2 separate regions of the Mus musculus genome follow, and region 2 is linked to region 1. The links are chromatin contacts, called in public HiChIP or PLAC-seq maps. All regions are on one chromosome and are shown on one strand. The core of a region is the stretch at or near the end of the contact, and the rest is flanking DNA. Distances in the headings are between cores, read along the strand shown. Region 1 has its middle 23 kb from the start of Fos. Region 2 overlaps Flvcr2 (feline leukemia virus subgroup C cellular receptor 2).

Region 1 (2,818 bases), core at 180-2,679:
ACCGCAGAGATTCTAAAGTCCACTCTTTCTCTCCCCTATTGGTGTGTGTGTACAGTTGTTTTAGTTGTCTTAAAAAATTATTGTGACCCCATATGCATGCACCTGTATATACACACCCCAAACACACACACACACACACACACACACACACACACACACACACACACACACACACACACACACACACACACTTCTGTGATTCTTTTGCCCAGAAAGCCAACACAGCCGTGAATCCTCTCTCCTCGGAAGGCCTTCCAGCTTCTCCACACCCCTCCTTGGTGCTGTAGCTGCTACGGGCTCTCCTGCCAGGGTCTCCCTCAACCTCCAACCCCTAGGCTTCCTGCCAGCTCCTGTGTGAAGAAGGTGCACTCTCTGAAAGTGGCAAAGCCCTCCCTGTGGTTTCTATTACTTAAAGAAACCCAGTCTCCCCTGGGCACCAGCGCTGCCTTCCTCCTGGGGTTCCCCCAACTGGCTCAGCTGTCCACTGGTAAATGAACAAACTATCTCCAGGCAACAGCCTGGCCTACAGCCGGTGACTGGTGACGCCACGCCTGATGTTCCCCTCAGCCTCACCCAAGTCTGTTTGGGCTCAGCTGTCTGCAAGGTTTTCTTTTGCTTGTCAGTTTGGGAGAGATCTTTTGCTGATTGGCTGTGGTGGGGATGGGGTGGGGCGCTGAGGTCAGAAGCCCTGAATTCAGGGAAGGCAGCTATCTCCCTGCCTGGAATTTTTTTGGCTCCCTGGAGATTTCCCCAGCATGGTAATAATATCTCCAAGAGCCAGTGTGATGACACATGGTAACCCCTCGGGCAAAGTGGAAGCCACAAAGCCAGTGGGGCATCAAATAATTCACTAATGCTCTGACCCTATGCTCAGCTCCAATCCAGAATCCTACTTACTATTAAGCTGAGTGAGCTTCAAGGATGCCACAGACATGACTAAAGGCCAGCCTGCTGTTTAATGAAACTAAAGAAGCATTTCAGAAGTTGGCGAAGGGAATGAGAGATACCAAAGGCTGCAAGAGAAGAATAAGGAAGGGGTGGTGAACTCTGGCCAACAGGAACTGCGTGAGAGCAAAGAGCAGGAAGTTCCGGTGTGTGTGGTTGCATAGGACAGAGACTGTAGGGAACGGTGGTATTGTGGGAATGGGGATGTAGCTCAGTGATAGAGCACTTGCTTCACATGTACAAAATCCTGGGTTCTCTCCTCGGTACCATAAATAAATAATAAATAAGTAAATGAAAATTATAGCAAAAATAAGAATGTATGATATATTTCAAAAGGCTAAAAGAACCTTGAAGATATGGGCGGGGGGGGGGGGGGACGGAGACGGAGTTCGAGACAGGGTTTCTCTGTGTAGCCCTGGCTGTCCTGGAACTCACTCTGTAGACCAGGCTGGCCTGGAACAAGTGCTGGGATTAAAGGCATGCGCCACCACTGCCTGGCAACCTTGAAGGTTTTTAACATAAAGAAACAATCAGTGGACCTGGCTGGACAGCTCAGCAGGTGAGGGTGCTTGCCACCAAGTCTGACAACCCAAGTTCGAGGCCCAGAACCCACACAGTGGAAGGATGGACGGTTCTCAATGCACAAGGCAGATAGCAGAGTTCGGGTCAATCCTTGTCTCGCTGAAGAGCGCCCTCTGCTGGTAGTATCTCCCCGGTTAGTTTGTAAAGGGATTTGTAGACTTATGGTTGGCTGCTCCCCATTACAGGCACTCTGAGGGACCTGGCCCTAGAATGACTACCTGAATAGACACATGTTCCCCCACTAATGCTAAGTTGACAGCCATTTGAGCATCAAATGCATCAAGGAGAGCTATAAACTATCTACTGAAGAATTAGGGCAAGATTGCCTAGCTCAAGGAAATGAAGACTCCCCCCCCCCAAAAAACACTGGCTTAAGCCAAAACCCCACACCCTGGCCCTGACCCTGGCCCTCTGCTTCCGGTCTTGAGTCCCTCCCCTTGGGGTATCTCCTGGTCTCCTAGACAAGCTGATGTCATCCACACATACAAACCTTATAATTCCCAAGGCCTTTCCCCAATGAGTCATCTCTGCCGTTACCCTCTCTTCAAAACCTTCTCCCTGTCTCCCCCTCCTCCCCAAGACAGGCCAGCCTCCCTGGCTACCCAGCAGTCAGTCCTCATTCGAAGACCACGGGTCCAAGTCTCTGATCGGCCACCTACCAGTTGTGTGGTGTAAGGAAAGAGACATTACCGTCATCTCACGGAGATCTGGGTGTTCTGCACTTCACAGAACACGTGGGGAGCATGGGACATATAGAATACCTCCAGCCCACTTAGGTCTTGGTTGCTTACCTGACAGAATGTGGGCAGGCCAACAAGGCAGACTGTACTCAATGCATTGAGAGCATCTTGGAAGTGTCACAGACGAGCATAGCCAGTGGAAAGAGTGAGGGATTTTTCAGGAAATGTTTACAATTGTTTTTATTTATTTTAAAAATCACAAGGATAAAAAAAAAAAAACTTTGGGGCTGGAGAGATGGCTCAGCAGTTAAGAGCACTGACTGCTCTTCCAAAGGTCCTGAGTTCAAATTCCAGCAACCACATGGAGATCCAAAATGAGATCTGACGTCCTCTTCTGGTGTGTCTGAAGACAGCTACAGTGTACTAATATAATAATAGATAAATAATAATAAATAAATCTTAAAAAAGCAAACAAACAAACTTTGCCAGGCGGTGGTGGTGGTGGCATACGCCTTTAATCCCAGCACTTGGGAGGCAGATGCAGGTGGATTTCTGAGTTTGAGGCCAGCCTGGTCTACAAAGTGAGTTCCAGAACAGCCAGGGCTATACTG
Region 2 (2,818 bases), core at 138-2,637, 300 kb before region 1:
CCATCTCCAAATTTAGTTGGTATCCTACTCCATCAGATTATTCAACAAATAATGGAGTACCTAGAAATTACTGGTAGAAACAGAGGAGAGGGGGCTGGGGAGGAGGCTCAGTTGGTAAAGTTTCTGCAGCAAAAGCCTGAAGACCTGAGTTAGGATCCCTAGACAACATGCACAGAGCCAGGAGTTTGTAAGCACTGAGCTTTGGAGAAGGGCAGAGACAAAGCGGGTCCTGGTGCTTGCTGGATCATCCAGCAAAACTGATGCACTCCAGGTTTCAGTCAGAGCCTGTGCTTCAAAAGAATAAGGGAAATCGGGAGGGAGAATGGGGGGTGGGGGCGCTATGATGAATTGGAGAGAGGGGGCAGATAGGTATAATCAAAATTCATTACATAAATATGTTACATTTTCAAAGTACAAAAAGTACTTTTAAAAAAGACAGTAACTTAGGAAGACACCCAATGTTAAACTCCGGCCTCTATACAGGTACAAATGCGCACACTCACATGAACACATATGTATATATAAGCATATATATGTATATATACACACATACCCAAAGAAAGGAAGGAAACAGGGAAAGAAAGTAGATAATAAGGTGATTTGCCCAAAGCCACATAATGAATTAGTAACTATACTGAGACAGGAACTGACCTAAAGAAGAAAGGGCCTCCTGATCTTCTCTCAGGGATAACGGTGATGATAATGAGGATGATGAAGATAACGCTGACGATGTCAGCATCAAATACATAGGTACTGACCCTGACCTTATAAACTTTATCATTTCCCTAGAAGTATTATTATCCCCACTCTATAGATGAGAAAAATGCACAGTTAAAGAGCAGATGCAAAAAAACAAGTGAAGTGATTGATACATACTGACAGTCGTATCTCACATAATCCTAGCATTTTACAGACTGAGGCAAGAGGATCATGAGTAGGAAGGCCAGCCCTAAGAAGATCCTATCCAAACAAAACCAACCAATAAGAAACAAGCATAAGCAGATCTTCCTGTTTATAAAGCATACTAGGGGACTAGGGATCTGTTGTTGTTGTTGTTGTTGTTGTTGTTGTTGTTGTTGTTGTTGTTGTTGTTGTTTGGGTTTGTTTGTTGTTTATATTTTTGTTTTGAGGCTCACAAGACTACCACAAGCACACTTCAATTTGTGGAGAAGGGAGCCGGGCTGTTTTGGGAGTTCATCTTCAGTAGACTCAGTCCACAGAGCCTCAGATCACAGAAGCATCTAGTTGCTGTTTCTCTTTGGGCGTCAAGGTTTTAGCTAAGAACAATGAAAGTTGAGTACAATTTAATCTCTCTGGTGGGAGGTGGGACACCTCCCTGGAGCACAACTCTCTAGCCATACTTTCCAAGGTCCCCCTAAAAGATGGACCCGTGAAAAGAGTCACTGTACTCAAGGACACACTGAGTGGCCTGGAGCCAGATATGACTAGGTCTGTCTGTTCATTTTTAATCACAGGTCTTTTTTTTTTTTTATCATAAGCAACACTGCTGAAATATAATGGACATGCTCCCTATATCAGGCTCCCAAAGGAACAAGATACAAAGTGAAGGCCAGATTCCCACAAAATATAGATAAAACTTTCATCCCCACCCTTGCAAGCACAGAGGCATTAAAGAGTAAATCTGGGTCTGAAGTTACCCCTGTTGTCTCCAGAGCCCTTGATGTAAATCACTAGATTTCACAATTTAAAACAAAGGTATCTCCAAGCCAGGCCTGTTTCTTCCTATCCCAGCCTCTCTCAGCAGGTCGCTCCACAGATGCAGAAGGTTGGACTCACTGTGGCTTCCTCAAGACAGGCCTAGGGGGTTCGACAAATGCTGAACTTTATACACAACTGCCAGGCTAGTGATTGTCACATAAGAAAACATTCTACAGAGGACCAGAGAGATGGCTCAGTGGATAAAAGTACCTGCTACCATGTCTGAGGACCCAAGTTCTGCCCCCCAGGACCCACATGGTAGGAGAAGATCTACTCCTGCAAGTTGTCCTTTGACCTCCACGAGTGTACAGTGACAAACGTGGGAACATGTGCACGTATCCCCACAAATAATAAATATGTAAAGAGTGTTTACGCTGGGTGTGGTGGCTCACGCCTTTAATCCCAACACTTGGGAGGCAGAGGCAGGCGGATTTCTGAGTTCAAGGCCAGCCTGGTCTACAGAGTGAGTTCCAGGACAGCCAGGGCTACACAGAGAAACCCTGTCTCAACAAACAAACAAACAAACAAAAAACAACAACAAAAACAAAAAACAAAAAAAAGAGTGTTTACTTGGCTTTTAATCAGCATCTTACTAGAAAGCAAACCCAATGAACTTCAACCACACACCCAGATACTTAGAATTCCATCTCTGAGTCAAGAGTGTCGTCAGGAGAAAAGGTCCTGAAAAGTGGGGTGAGCTGGAATGTGGGAGGAAACAGGGAAAAGAAAAAACAAAACAGCTTCTTGCTTCTTCTCTTCTCACCCTACTATCTTCCCACCCTTCTTGCTCATCCATCTGCCTCCTGGCCTGGGATGACCCTGCCAAAGTTAAGTGAGCTTTGGCTTTAACTGAAACAGCTGTTCTCAGCTCGGATCTCCAGCTGGGATGTCAAGATGGGCAGAATCCAAGGAAACAGATGCTATCCAACTGAAGGGGGCAGAAAAAGAGCACTTTGATATCAGCATTTCTGTGAGAACCCTGGCCCAGGATGCTACAGCTGAGCTTGGGGAATCAGTGGGTTAGCGGCCATGTGTCTACTGGCATGTGTCCAACCCCACCCTCGACCCACTTCATCCGGGACTCTGGGAGTGAGCTCCC

The links. HiChIP or PLAC-seq counts read pairs in DNA pulled down with a chosen protein or histone mark.
Region 2: a contact with region 1 is called in an H3K27ac HiChIP or PLAC-seq map of extraembryonic endoderm stem cells. The contact joins two enhancer-like sites. A contact is called at or near these places in 1 of 15 datasets of contacts at CTCF or cohesin (the NIH/3T3 cell line), 7 of 484 Hi-C or Micro-C datasets (the C2C12 cell line, Th1 cells, cerebellum and 4 more) and 3 of 115 datasets of contacts at active chromatin or transcription factors (VIP interneurons, embryonic stem cells and extraembryonic endoderm stem cells).

Annotation. Positions count from the first base shown.
Region 1 is chr12:85,495,747-85,498,564 of GRCm38.p6, reverse strand. No RefSeq gene overlaps it. Among named protein-coding and RNA genes, the nearest start is that of Fos, 23 kb to the right of the region's middle. Within about 2 kb of position 1,429, at least 123 of the 459 cell types and tissues checked have an H3K27ac peak or open chromatin away from gene starts, as enhancers often do. A contact at or near this core is called in extraembryonic endoderm stem cells, where this site is marked.
Region 2 is chr12:85,792,865-85,795,682 of GRCm38.p6, reverse strand. The region is part of intron 3 of Flvcr2 (feline leukemia virus subgroup C cellular receptor 2); the gene reads right to left. Among named protein-coding and RNA genes, the nearest start is that of Erg28, 31 kb to the left of the region's middle. Within about 2 kb of position 1,387, at least 17 of the 459 cell types and tissues checked have an H3K27ac peak or open chromatin away from gene starts, as enhancers often do. A contact at or near this core is called in extraembryonic endoderm stem cells, where this site is marked.